Regions from separate parts of the Pan troglodytes genome. Here region 2 is linked to region 1. A link is a contact called in public HiChIP or PLAC-seq data. All regions are on one chromosome and are shown on one strand. Each heading gives the region's core, a stretch centred on a gene start, on an enhancer-like site or on the middle of the called end of the contact. The rest is flanking DNA. Distances are from core to core; before and after follow the strand shown. Region 1 holds the start of VAT1L (vesicle amine transport 1 like). Region 2 holds the start of WWOX (WW domain containing oxidoreductase).

Region 1 (7,208 bases), core at 3,279-5,778:
TGCGTTTACAATCCCTGAGCTAGACACAAAGGTTCTCCACGTCCCCACTAGGTTAGCTAGATACAGAGTGTCGACACAAAGGTTCTCCAAGTCCCCACCAGAGTAGCTAGATACAGAGTGTCCATTGGTGCATTCACAAACCCTGAGCTAGACACAGGGTGCTGATTGGTGTGTTTACCAACCTTGAGCTAGATACAGAGTGCTGATTGGTGTATTTACAATCCCTGAGCTAGACATAAAGGTTCTCCAAGTCCCCACCATACTCAGGAGCCCAGCTGGCTTCACCCAGTGGATCCTGCACCGGGGCTGCAGGTGGAGCTGCCTGCCAGTCCCGTGCCGTGCGCCCGCACTCCTCAGCCCTTGGGTGGTCAATGGGACTGGGTGCCGTGGAGCAGGGGGTGGCGCTCGTCGGGGTGGCTCGGGCTGCACAGGAGCCCACGGAGCGGTGGGGGGAGGCTCAGGCATGGCGGGCTGCAGGTCCCGAGCCCTGCCCCGCGGGAAGGCAGCTAAGGCCCCGGGAGGGCAGCGACAGTGGGCCGGCAGTGCTGGGAGACCCAGCACACCCTCCGCAGCCGCTGGCCCGGGTGCTAAGCTCCTCATTGCCGGGGGTCGACAGGGCCGGCCGGCCGCTCCGAGTGAGGGCCCACCAAGCCCACGCCCACCCGGAACTCCAGCTGGCCCGCAAGCCCTGCACGCAGCCCCGGTTGCCGCTCGGGCCTCTCCCTCCTCATCTCCCCGCAAGCTGAGGGAGCCGGCTCTGGCCTCGGCCAGCCCAGGAAGGGGCTCCCACAGTGCAGCAGCGGGCTGAAGGGCTTCTCAAGCATGGCCAGAGTGGGCGTCAAGGCCAAGGAGGCCCCGAGAGTGAGCGAGGGCTGTGAGGGCTGCCAGCATGCTGTCACTTCTCAGTACTAAGATTGTTTCCCATATTTTCTTACTCAAAGACTTTACCTCTATTAGGGGTTCCTATATCTGGCCTTCTACATCCCCCCCCCCCCACACACACCCCCATGTGCACATACCCTGCCCCAGACCATTTGCAAGGTAACAGAGCTGAGCTGTAATACTCTGTTTTACCATCAGTGGCCACTGTTTGACATTATGTACAATGATGTACATAATGCACATTATTCTAAAATAATGTAAGAAATTCCACAACGGAGGCTCTGAGTGAATGTCCAAGGAATCAATTTTACAAATTAAAAATTGATTTATTGTGTTTATTTGGAGATATGCCATGCACTGTGGCTCTTTCCACGTTCCACCGGGGAGGACCAGAGTTGGGAATACTTAACAATAGTGGTATATAGGACTCAGAAGAGGGTATCTCCCCACCCCCCCACAAGCAGCACAGACTGTGGTGGGTTCTCTCTGTGTTGTTGTGATAATCAGCTGCCTACCAATTATAATCTGGGGTTTGTAAACAGCCAGAAGATTCCCTTGGAGGGAGTAATTATATTCCCTTTAACACGCTGTAAGACAAACACTTTCTCTTAAACATGCTGTGTGCTGACTACAAAGTAGCTTTACTTTACTAATGCCAAAGGAAAACAAACACTCAGAACCAAGGCAAGGGACCTTGGTGGTACAGAGATAGTAGGCGGTGAAAAAAAAGAGCAGGGAACATTAAAAAATGCCATGGAGTATTGTCAATCAGGGGCAGAACTGGTTTGGCCTGTCCATATAAACATGCATGATGAGATGTTAAGAGCACAGATTTGGAGTTGGTCTTCTATCTCATTATAACTAGCATGTTCCTTTGAGCACAATAATTCATCATGTTAAGATTCATTTTCATTTTCCTCTTCCATAAAGTGGGAATAGGAATTCTTACTCATGAGATTATTTTCAGAATCAAATTAAGAAATATACCTACAGTGTCTAGAACAGTAGACACCTCCAAAACAATAACATATATTGCAGATATTATTGGTGCCAAAGCTATGTCTCCTTGGAATTCATCATTCCATGTATAAAATGATAGCTTCCTGCAAAGAGCATCCACACTTCTCTGCCTGAGGATTCTCTCAGCCCAAGTACATGGGACAGGATGGAAATGTCAAGGAGTTAACAATTCCAGGAACAGTTCTTGACCAATCAAGCATAGACTTTAGTGAATAAATACCTATGTCCTCACTCCTTGGGTGAGACAACTCTGAGACTTGTTCTACACTGTCTCTCAAATGTCCCCTGCGGGTTTGAGCTCTAATTGTCCACTGCGGTAATCTGCTTATTAATACATCTTATTTTGGGTAGTATCAATTTTCTGTCTCACTTTCCTACTTCCCAGCCAGAGCTTCCTGGGATTACTTCCAAAATAAACGACGGGTGTTCAAATTCTTGTTTCAGGATAGAATCCAGCCTAAACACTGTATCTCACAATGTAAACAAGACAAACAATTTGGACAATTGGATTCACAATAAAATGTTCAATTCACTAACCAAGCCCTATTCAGGCTTCTTTTAGCCCTCTTCCTTCCATCCCACAGCCATTGCCTCAGTTGGGACCATTCTCATTTGTTTTGTTTCTTTTTGGGGATTTTTTTTTTTTTTTTTTTTTTTTTTTTTTTTTTTTTTGCCTGCACTTAGTCTCTAACTGATCTCGATGCTTCCAGTAACTCTATCATCTAATCCATCACCCACTTACTGTCAAAGTTATTATCCTAAAATGCAGTTCTGGTAATGCTCTTCCCATGTTTTTGTTTTCTAAGCCTTTATGGCACCAATTGCCTCTGTGATTATGTCTTAAATTTTATAACCTGGTATGTGAGAACTTTCAAAAGCTGGTCCCAATCAACCCTTCAGCCTCATCTCCAATGATTGCTAAATACAGCCAATGTTCTGCCTACATAGAACAAACCAGAATCTCAAAAGCCCTTTTACCTGTTACCTTTCTGTGTATTTGAATGAGCTTGTGACCTTTTCTGCCAGAAGAACCTGCCTTATCCTTCAAGGTCTAGCCCAAATGTTCCCTCCTCCATGAGAACTTCTCCAACTCTCTGGACCAGTTTTTCAACAGGCTGCCTCTGTGCATATTCTACTATGTACCAATCATGTATTAAGCCCTGGGAAAACCACGCTGGATAAAAGTAGAAATAGCTCTTGCTCACATGAAGTTCACAGTTGGATAAAGGAAACAGATATTATTAGGTAAACATATAAAAGTTGGCTACAAAGGGACATAAGTGTCTATAGTCAGGGAGGATACCAATCTGGACGTTGGAGTGCCTCCCAAAAGGAATGGACCCTTGAGGTGAGAACGAAGTAGGAGTTAACACCAGATAAAGGAGATGGAACACATACCCCAAGCCAAGGGGACAGCAGGTGCAGAACCCTGTGGAAGGAGGGAAAATGGCAATCGTCTTTTTTTTTTTTTTTTAAGGAATAGAAGACCAGGGCATTTAAAGCAGTGAGGCACAGGAAGAATGGGGGGAGAAAAGAGGCAGCACTTATATCATTCATTGTACCACATTTGTTGACCGTGTCCTTCCTGCCTCATGCTCTGAAATTGACCTTTTCCAATATAAGGACCATGTCTCACTGAAATCATATCCACCCCAGCACTTCACACAATACAGAAAAAAAAATCAATGTACCCAATTTATAGATGAGTGTGTTGAGGCTCAGGAAGGTTGAATGAGTTGCCCAAGATCTCAAGGCTGGCAATGGCAATAGCAACTATAATAGAATATAGACCTACTTCCTCAACTGCATCTCTTTCCTTAAACTGCCCCTAGGAAAACCACCTCCTTCCCCATTATTTTATTTCAGAAAATCCAAGTTTTTCTATGAGCTGTTTTCCTCAAAGAGCCTGATAACAAAACAAAACGCCAGTTACTACTCTGTGTATGTGCATGCATGTTGGGGAGCGGGTACACATTGGTCTTCCGGGGATCAGAACATGAACAGGATCCTTTCTGGTACAGGATTCTTGTCTGAAGCCTCTTTAATAGCCCGAAATGGTGTGGGTGGTGAGAATTCGCCGTCGTAAGGAAGCCCCTGGTGATACCCAGCAAAGAGCATCCCGGCTGACCCTGCAGGTCTGGAGTGAAAAGACCCTGCACTGGACTCTTCAGGGCAGTGAGCGGGATCTCTAGTTCCCTGCTTCCCAAACCTCTGCCCTTCCACCCAAAACTGGCTGTTTGAGAAACGACCCAATTTCCCGACTATCCCGCCCAGCCTCGAAGATGGGAGGGAGAGAGGGCAACCTTGTCGCGGGAAGGCATCCTCCAGGCCCAGACATTAGTCTCGGTCCATTTCAAGGCACACGAGCCTGTGCCGTATATAACCAAGTACTGGGCCCACAGGAAGGGGGATGACAAGGTGGTCTCTCTAGGCTCGTTTTAGTCACAGATCTTCGGCAAATTTGGGTTTAGGGCCGCGATCCCGACCCTAATTTGGGACTATTTCAGGAACTGGAGTTGAGGCTTCGTTGGGACAGGAAAGAAGGGTGGGGCGGGGGTGAAACGCTTAGGGCACCGCTCTTGTGAGGATTACGGCGGAGGCTGTGGACCGCGGCGGCGCTAGCAGAGGCTGCAGCCATTGCACAGCCGAGCATCCCACATTCAACAGGAGGAACCCGCGGGAGAGGAGCCCCAGTCCTCCAGCGCCGCAGCCACCGCAGCCCGTGCGCCCCGCGCCCTCGAGCGCCATGGCCAAGGAAGGCGTGGAGAAGGCGGAGGAGACGGAGCAAATGATCGAGAAGGAGGCAGGCAAGGAGCCGGCGGAGGGCGGCGGCGGCGACGGCTCGCACCGCCTCGGGGACGCCCAGGAGATGCGCGCGGTGGTGCTGGCCGGCTTCGGGGGGCTCAACAAGCTGCGGCTCTCCAGGAAGGCCATGCCCGAGCCTCAGGACGGCGAGCTCAAGATCCGCGTCAAAGCCTGGTCCAGTATCCGCGCCTTTCTCGCTTTCTCTCTTTTTGCGCGCTGGGCGCTGGGGAGGGGGTGGGAAAGCTGCGGCTGGGATGCTGCCCGGGTAGAACCGCCGCGCGCACCCCCTCCACGCCCTCGCCCGGGTCTCAGAGCCTCCCCGGGCCAAAGCTGGGGAGGATGCAGAGGGGCGGCCTCCCCAAGCCAGATCTAGGGGTGACGGGAGGAGAATGTGAGCTCCTGGGCGCGGGGAGAATGCTGGCGCCCAGGCACCCCAGGTCTGAAAGATTGCGCTACGGGAGTTCTCCGTCTGAGAGGACAACTCAGCTTTCGCACAGGGGGGGTTGATGCTTAACAGAATTAAAAATATATGTATTAAGAACCGCAAGCCCACTGTGTGCCAGCCGCCGTTGGTAGTTTTACACATGCGATCTTATTTAATACTTCCTGGGACCTAATGAGTCAGGTGCCATCATGATCCGTTTACAGGTAAGAAAGCCGCCGCTCAGAGAGAATGAGTGATTTGCCCAAGATCAGTCAGCTGCCACTAAGTGGCTTGGCCGAGAATTTCATACATGATCTTTTTTCACCTCTATGTTGTTGTCCTGAAGGGCCTGGGACAGGGTGCAGGGCTGGATTCCGCCTCCTGCACACTTTCTTCCCCGTAGCCTGACGGGGAAAGGAATTAGGAAGGAAGAGGGTCGCTACCTTGCACCCAAGCTTGGTGAGGGTGGAGACCAGGGCTGCAGCGCAACCCCCTCCATATCCCTCTCCATCCTCTGTTTCTCCGAGAGGGGAAAAAACCCTGATCAGTCTCCCCGGAATTCCTGCTCCCATCTCAGAAGAAGCTCAGCTCTCTAAGCTGCCCTCTATTCCCCATTCCCCCTGGGGGAACTTCTCCAGGCCCTCACGCTCAGCTGAAATTCCCGGGGAGAGTTTAAGCCTCTCTGTGTGCGGGCACTGTAATTTCCCTGAAGTTCTGGGAAGAGCTTACCCAGCAGAGGCGGACTGGACCCAACACTAGGTTTGCATGTTAAACTTGTAAGGGGAACTTGCTATTAATCACGGTGAGACGAGCCTATTCCTTCCCATCTGTTTTCTAGAGCCCCCCAGTACATACTGCTCTCCAAAGCAGCAGCCAGCTCACGAGCTCCTAGGTTAGATCAGAAACCCAATATCTGGACCTCTCTAGAGGCACGAGAAATGCAAACGAGAGTCCCCTCCCGTTCACCACCTTGAGAACAGACGCAGGTTTCATCAGCCAGATTAGAAAGCAGCTAGTGGGAGAAGCAGCCGCTGATCCCTGCCTTGCTGCTCATATATGCAGCTGGTCAGGTTTGACTCTGAACACGACTCGTGGGTCTCTGTGGGGAATTCAGGGTAAGGGAAGAGGCTTTTGCAAACCGGGGGATCCTATACAATGAACTCTTATTGAACAAAGTTGTTTGATCCCAGAAGGAGAGCTTATATCTGCCCTTTCGCAGCTAAATCCCCAAATACCAGCCCACTCCCCCACCCCACACTGTTTGGCACACTGCACATCCTAAATAAGTTATCGCTGAATGAATGGATTGAGGAAAGAGCTCGGAGGAGGATTATTGGGTCATTATTTTTCTTTACTTGCTGGTGGAAGAGCTTTTGCTTAGTACAATTAAAACCATGCATTTAGAACTCTCCTTCCTTAACCACTTCATCAAAAAAAAATTACCTGTATACACACACCTATGCATATATGTGCATATACATATATACAATTATATATACAGTTGCATATGTATGCGTATGTAATTTATGACCCTTCATCCAAATTGAGGATGGGATTCTAGGATTCTAGAGTACATATTCAGAGAGTGAAAATGATAAAACTACTTTTTAAAGGAAAGAGCATCATCTGCAGTACACATAGTTCTGTGTTTTCCAGTCTTATGTTAACTGCATAATTGCTGATAGGAACTGAAGCATTTTGAAATAATAAATGTCAAGATGAAGGCCAAGAGATTGATTTTCAAAGCCAAATGTGAAAGCCTGTTCTTCAGTGGAGCTACACACACACACACACACACAGAAATCACTGCACTTCCCCCACCCTAGTTGTTCAGAAAGCCAACCAGGCTGCAGGTACATTTGGAATACAGTGTTGCAAACAGCCCAGATTGATTTTCCTTTCACCAAGCTGGAAGCAGAGTTAATGGTTTTACAAGGAAGGATTGTAATAGGCTTGTAAAAATGGCCCACTGGGCAGCTCTTTCTCCTCTGGGCTGGGATTGGCTGGCCAGACATGACCATTGATTATAAGTTTCAGCCTTGGGATACAGGATGACTCATTCTGTATTTTTATGAAT
Region 2 (7,208 bases), core at 2,339-4,838, 310 kb after region 1:
TTGACTTTTTAATAATTGCCCTTCTGATTGGCATGAGATGGTATCTCAATGTGGTTTTGGTTTGCATATCTCTAATGATCAGTTATGTTGAGCTTTTTTTCATATGTTTCTTGGCTGCATGAATGTCTTGAGATGTGTCTGTTCATGTCCTTTGCCCACTTTTTAATGGGGTTGTTTAAAACAAACTATTCTTAAGGCTTTCTTAGGGTAACATTTGGAGAACATTGGCTCATTCCCAAACATAAGCCTTCTCAAACCGATTATAATCTAACCCTCACCAAGTTAAGTAGGGCTTGCCTGCTGATAGATCCTCATCAGAGCAAAGTCAAAGCTAAAGTTCAGGGGGACAGAAACTGAGTAAACAGAGGAAGCCAGTAAGGAGAGAGCAGAAAATGTAGCCCATGGGAGGGAGGAGACAAACCTCAAGAGGAAAAAGTTCCCAACGCTTGCATGTCTTACTTCTTTAACCTCATAGAGCCCAACAAATAAGTTATAAGAAAGGGAGAAGAGGCCGGGAGTGGTGGCTCTTGCTTGTAATTCCAGCACTTTGGGAGGCCAAGGCGGGTGGATCACGAGGTCAGGAGTTCAAGACCAGCCTGGCCAAGATGATGGGGAAACCCCGTCTCTACTAAAAATACAAAAATTAGCTGAGTGTGGTGACGCTCACCTATAGTCCCAGCTACTTGGGAGGCTGAGGCAGGAGAATCACTTGAACCCGGGAGGTGGAGGTTGCAGTGAGCCAAGATTGTGCCACTGCTCTCCAGCCTGGTGACCGAGTGAGACTCCGTCTCAAAAAAAAAAAAAAAAAAAAAAAAAAAAAAAAAAAAAAAAAAAAAAGAAAGGGAGAAGAAAATGTGATCATGATAACCATTCCCACCATTACTGCAGTCTGGACCAGCCAGCCAGATTTCCACAGCATGTCTCTGACCTGCAGAGGGGCTAGCAAGGTGAGAGGCATCCAGACCATGCTACAGAACTCAGTAATCAGAGCCTGTGCTGGAGCCACCAGCGTCCCAGGACCACCATGTGAACCTCCTGACAGGAGCAGGCTCCTCAATGCCTGAAAAGAATCTCAGCAGAACTCCTGTGATTCATAAGTGACTCATTTACTAACTTATTGTCAGTATAGATTCTCCACTGGGAGAAGACTGGCAACTTCTGGAGACATTTTTGGTTGTTACAACTAGGAGAGGGGCATCTACTACTCGCATCTAGTGGGTAGAGGCCAGAGATGCTGCTAAACATCCTACTGTGAAGCCCCACCACAAAGAATGATCTGGCTCCAAATATCAGTAATGTCGAGGTTGAGAAACCCTGGTGTCAGCAGCGGGAGAAGCCTTAGAGGGAATTTCCAAAGTGGTAGGATCAGCACAGGATAGACCCTGAAGTTTAAACTTCTTTCAGGGGGACCGCTACACAGTTTGGGGAACACCATGGTATATCACTAGCTGTGGGCTGATGCCAAGTTACAGGTAACAGATGCCAGCAGAAGCTCTGGCCAGAGGAAACCAAGATAAACCTACAGACAGTCCTTGTGAAACTGAACAGAGTCAAAGATAATGAATGGAGAAACTGAGGCTAATCAGTTGGACCTCATTCCTTCCTCTCCCCACAATCAGGGGATCTTATGACTGAATTTCCTACAAATAGCAAAGGAATAAGTAGGCTTAGGTGAGAGGGGAAAGGGGCTAAATTGAGGGGAGCAGTGGAGCAACAGATTAGTGGTAGCAGATTTATTTTTATTTATCTTTTTTTGTTGTTGTTGTTAAGACAGAATCTTACGCTGTCACCCAGGCTGGAGTGCAGTGGTACAATCATGACTCTCTGTACCCTTGAACTCCTATGCTAGAGCCTAGGAGTAAATACTAGGATTACTAGTAATTACTCTAGGATTACTAGAGTAATCCTCCAACCTCAGCCTCCCGAATAGCTGAGACTACAGACATGCACCACCACACTGGCTAACTTTTAAATTTTTTGTAGAGATGGGGTGGGGGGTGGGTGGGGGGGGTGTCTCACTATATTGCCCAGGCTGGTCTTGAACTCCTGGGCTCAAGCAATTCTCCTGCCTTGGCCTCCCAAAGTGCTGGGATTACAGTTGTGAGCCACTACGCCCAATCCAATGATAGCAGATTTAAACACAGGTGGATTTGGAAAAAAAATCTTATGATAGGTTTAATATGAGTCAGCAGGGCTGTTGAAACAAAACAGTGCTTTGTTAAGCTTGTTTTTGGTTGGTCAAATATAGAAAGGCAGGTGTCTCCGCTAAAGAGTACGTAGAGCAGGAATCCTAAGCAATCATCCATTTCAGAACATGAAGACAAATAGCAGCTGCCCCTCCCATACACTGCCCATTAAAATATATACTTTTAAAATTCCTTATTTTCAATTTTATTTTTTTGCTCTCTCAGAAGAATCAAATATATGTAATTATTCTGATGGAGGCTTGCATTCTCTGGGACCTAGGCCTGAGAAATCACGGTCAGTAGATTTCCCTATAACATGGGGCTGGGAAGCAAGTGCCAAACAGGGAATGTTCTGGAAAACTCCTTAAGCACAAGCTGAAGATATGTTTGAGGTTTTGGATACAGAACATTTATAGGATATCTTTTGGTGGTCCAAGAGGACTTGAGTGTACCTTGTAAATACAGGATTTTGTTTTTAATTAGATTGATTCACAGAGAACCAAACCTAAGGAATCACACCATTCATTCATTTGTTCATTTAATAAATTTGTAGGTTGAAGCATTTACCAAGTGCTGGCAATAGAAAGAAGTCCCGGGTGTGCTTTGTCAGTTTAGTCGGGACTACACAAATGAGTCAATAACTGTAGTGGAGTGATGCGATCTCAACTGCCAGGAATCCCCCGGCTCTCCTCTCTTCCTGTGCCTCCTCAGGTAGTTAGCTATCCCTTCTTTTATTTTCCTTTCCTTTCCTTTCCTTCCTTCCTTCCTTCCTTCCTTCCTTCCTTCCTTCCTTCCTTCCTTCCTTCCTTCCTTCCTTCTTTCCTTCCTTCCTCCCTCCCTCCCTCCCTCCCTCCCTTTCTTTCCAGATTCTGGACCCATTCCAGACTTACTAAAGGAAATTCTCTAAAGGTGAGGCAGTTTTTTAAAGACAGCAGCTCTCTCTGTCGCCCTGCTGGAGTGCAGTGGCCCGATCATAGCTCACTGCAGCCTCGACTTCTTGGGCTCAAGTGATGCTCCCCCTTCAGCCTCAATGAGTAGCTGGGACTACCGATGTGCACTACCACGCCCGGCAAACTAAAAAAATAATTATTTTTGGTAGAGACAGGGGTCTTGCGATGTTGCCCAGGCTGTTCTCAAACTCCTGGCCTCAAGTGATCCTCTTGCCTCAGCCTCCTAATGTGTTTGGATTACAGGCATGAGCCACTGAGCCCGGCCTAGCTACCCTGTCTGAGTTGTGCCCACTACACAAAGGTGTCAGCTACATGAGATGTCTATGCATTACTGGCCTGGACCCCACATTAAGTGCTCCGTAAACATCAGTCTCTGTTATCAACAGCACTGTGTTTTGGCTGGAAGAAAGTTCTCTAAAACCAGGAAATCAGGAATCAGCAGTTTTAAGTTCTCCAGGTTATATTTTAACATTGTGTTCATATACAAAACAAAGGTTGTGAATCAGCACGAATGCTGGCAAGCCCTGGAAGGTTTGTGATCACGGACTTTCACGAGACCCCAAGGCAAGGAGAGACAGAAGCCCAGGACAACAGCATGGGCGCCGCTTTTCAGTCGGGCGCCGCTTTTCGGTCAGGCGCCGCCTGGACTACATTTCCCATATCCAATTGCCGTGCTCCTGCAGGATTGGCCAGAACAACGCGGAAGTGATTACGGGTCGCCCAGCAACGGGCGGAGTCCTGGCCCGAAACTGGATGCGCACGCCCCTTCCCTGCGGCGGGGAGGCTGACAAGTCTCCGCTCTATCTCTAGCGCCTCGGAGCGCTCTCCGGCTTTGCTGTCTAGCCCGGCGGCAGCGCGATCTCTTAGGCACTATCACCGCCTTCCTCTCCAGGCCCTGCCCCTTTGACGCCGGCAGTCGCGATATTGCGGAGACTGGATTTCAGCTTCGTGGTCGGCGGAGCGGCCCCTGGAGGGCGCAGTGCGCAGGCGTGAGCGGTCGGGCCCCGACGCGCGCGGGTCTCGTTTGGAGCGGGAGTGAGTTCCTGGGCGAGTGGACCCGGCAGCGGGCGATCGGGGGGCCAGGTGCCTCCACAGTCAGCCATGGCAGCGCTGCGCTACGCGGGCCTGGACGACACGGACAGTGAGGACGAGCTGCCTCCGGGCTGGGAGGAGAGAACCACCAAGGACGGCTGGGTTTACTACGCCAAGTAAGGGGGCCGCAGTGGGGCCGCGGACGCACCTGGGACCCTACACTGCCCACGGACGCCACCTGCGCGGGGAGGGCGCGCACTCCGGCGCCGCGAGTGCGGTGCAAAGTGAAAGTAACTGTTAAGGAGCTTCAGGGAAAAGAGTCCAGGGTTCCCAGTAGGGGCCGGCCCCCTTGGTGGGCCCTGGGTCCAGCGGGGGTCACCTGGCGGCTTCCCGGCGCGCCCTCTGCTGTTCAGGATGCAGCACTGCGCGGCGCGGCGCGGCGAGGGCAAAGCGGCCTCATCCCCGCCAAAAAATAAAGATGTTTTAAAAAGCACACATGCTCAGCTCCCTCCTGCAGGCTCTGGGTTGCAGGGATAGGAGTTTAGTTTCGTTTCGTTTTGTTTTGTTTTGTCCAGACCGGTATTGCTCAGTCATCCAGGCTGGAGTGCAGGGGTGCCATCATAGCCCACTGCAGCCTCTACCTACTGGGTTCAGGCAATCCTCTCATCTCAGCCTCCTGAGTGGCTGGGACTACAGGCGTGCACTACTATGCCCGACTAATTTTTTAAGTATTTGTAGAGACTAGGGTCGCACCATGTTGCCCAGGCTGGTCTCGAACTACTGGGCTCAAGCAGGCCACCTGCCTCAGCCTCCAGAATTGAGATTACAGGCGTGAGCCACTGCGCCTAGCCAGGAGTATTTTTTAGCAGCAGTCCTAGATAGCTTCACTATCATTTCCTGGGAAAGTTTTGGAAACCCCAGCAGAGGCTTCATCTTTAACTGTGTGACCTTGGGCCATTGAAATAACGTTTAATCTTAGTTTTCTCACCTGTAAAATGGGTTGATATGAGGGTCAGTTCAGGCACTGTGCGTAAAGCACATAGCACCGTGTCTAATAGGTACTCTCTGTTCCTTAACTGTCTTTCCTGATTGCTCTTAAGATACGACAGTGCGTCTTATATCGGCACCTTAGAATCACCTAGGAAATGTCCTAAATACACGTTTTGGGTCTCCATAGAGAACCTACTGCAGCCGACTCTCAACTTGGGGAGTCTCTTTTTTTAAGCTTTCCAGGTGAGGTGGAATATCACCTGGTTTTGAGAAACATGGATGTAAATCTGATTTTCAGCATCTGGGAAACTTTTTTTGTAAGAGCCTTTTTCTGGGCCCCACTTCCAGAGGGTTTTTCTTTTTCTTTTTTTCTTTTGAGACGGAGTCTTGCTCTGTCGCCCAGGCTGGAGTGCAGCGGCGCGATCTCGGCTCACTGCAACCTCCGCCTCCCGGGTTCACGCCATTCTCCTGCCTCAGCCTCCCGAGTAGCTGGGACTACAGGCGCCCGCCACCACGCCCGGCTAAGTTTTTGTGTTTTTAGTAGAGACGGGGTTTCACCGTGTTAGCCAGGATGGTCTCGATCTCCTGACCTCGTGATCCTCCCGCCTCGGCCTGTCAAAGTGCTGGGATTACAGGCGTGAGCTACCGCTCCCGGCCTTTTTTTTTTTTTAAAGACAGGGTCTCACTCCGTCGCCCAAACTGGAGTGCGGTGGTGCGATCTCGGCTCACTGCAACCTCTGCATGCCGAGTTCAAGCGATTCTTGTGTCTCAGCCTCCCGAATAGCTGGGATTACAGGCGCCCGCCACCAGGCCTGGCTAATTTCGCGCTGTTGGCCCGGCTGGTCTCCAACTCCTGGCCTCAAGTGATCCACCCACCTCGGCCCCCCAAAGTGTTGGCATTACAGACAGGAGCCACTGCGTCAGCCCAGAATATCTGATTTAATTGGTTTGGCCCCTCCCCTCTCCCTTGGTAGGTTGGAAAAAAATCTTCCCTCCCAGGTGATTCTAATCTATGCAAGGATGTGAACCACTGCTGCCTTTGGTGGCAAGGTAGAGAAAAAACAACCAAGTTCTGATGAGTTCGTTCAAGACACACAGAGGTATTATGTGCCAGGCCTTTGGCTGGCACTGGTTATGCCGAGGCAAATAAGAGCCAGTTGTCATCCTTAGGACCCAATCTTATTAGGTCACAGTGACATGTGTAGGACTGTCCCCACGCAGTGTGTATACCAGGAAGTAGAGTGTCTGGCATGAGGTGTGTGTAGGTAGTTGGGGGGATCGTGAGGGAATATGGTGGCACCCTCACAGTAACCTTCACTTCCTGGGCTCAAGCGACCCTCCCGCATCAGCCTGTTGAGTACCCGGGACCACAGGTGTGTGCCTCCACACCCAGCTAATTATTACATGTTTTGTAGAAATGGGGTCTCACCATGTTGCCCAGGCTGGTTTGAACTCCTGAACTCAAGCCAGCCTCCCTCCCGAAGCACTGGAATCACAGGCCTGAGGCACTGTGCCAAGCCCAGAGCGGTGTTTTGAGCGCAAGTAGAGGTGGGTGGGGCAGGAGGGCAGTCTAGGTAGAGGGAACAGTGAGAGGAGAGACCCCCTGCATGGCCTGTCCAGGGGCCTGTGATCTTTGTGAGGGTCCAGGAATGTGAAGGTTAAGGCAGGGAAGGGAGGACCCAGTTCAAGGATTTCTGTGCCTTGCCGAGAAGCTTGGGCTCTGTTGGCATAGCCAGAGAGTGGCATTCATTCAGCTTGTGAATTCTGGAAGAATTTCTGGCTCTGGAGAATTAAAGGGACATTTCCAGCAGCAGAGCTCCAGTAGCCTTTGCAGGGGTGGAGGCAAGCTCCTGAGCGGGCACTTGCTGTTCCTCTCACCTGTACATTTGTCGGGGAAAGGCTCCTTCTCATCCTTCAGAGCTGAGCTTACATGTCACTGCCCAAGAGACCTTCCTAACTGTGGGTGTCCCCTCGACCTTGTACTGGTCACCTTGTTTCTCTGCTTCTTCGTGCTTAGCCTTGGCTGTGTACTCCTCCTTGTTGGCCCTGT

The links. HiChIP or PLAC-seq counts read pairs in DNA pulled down with a chosen protein or histone mark.
Region 2: a contact with region 1 is called in an H3K4me3 HiChIP or PLAC-seq map of stem cell-derived excitatory neurons, with 9 times the contacts expected there. The contact joins the promoter of WWOX here to the promoter of VAT1L in region 1. A contact is called at or near these places in 1 of 7 Hi-C or Micro-C datasets (stem cell-derived neural progenitor cells) and 1 of 1 datasets of contacts at active chromatin or transcription factors (stem cell-derived excitatory neurons).

Annotation. Positions count from the first base shown.
Region 1 is chr18:75,927,332-75,934,539 of NHGRI_mPanTro3-v2.0_pri, forward strand. VAT1L (vesicle amine transport 1 like) reads left to right here and starts at 4,529. Exons shown (of 9, transcript XM_001139539.8): 1 at 4,529-4,881. The coding sequence starts at 4,649.
Region 2 is chr18:76,237,150-76,244,357 of NHGRI_mPanTro3-v2.0_pri, forward strand. WWOX (WW domain containing oxidoreductase) reads left to right here and starts at 3,589. Exons shown (of 10, transcript XM_009431284.4): 1 at 3,589-4,344. The coding sequence starts at 4,238.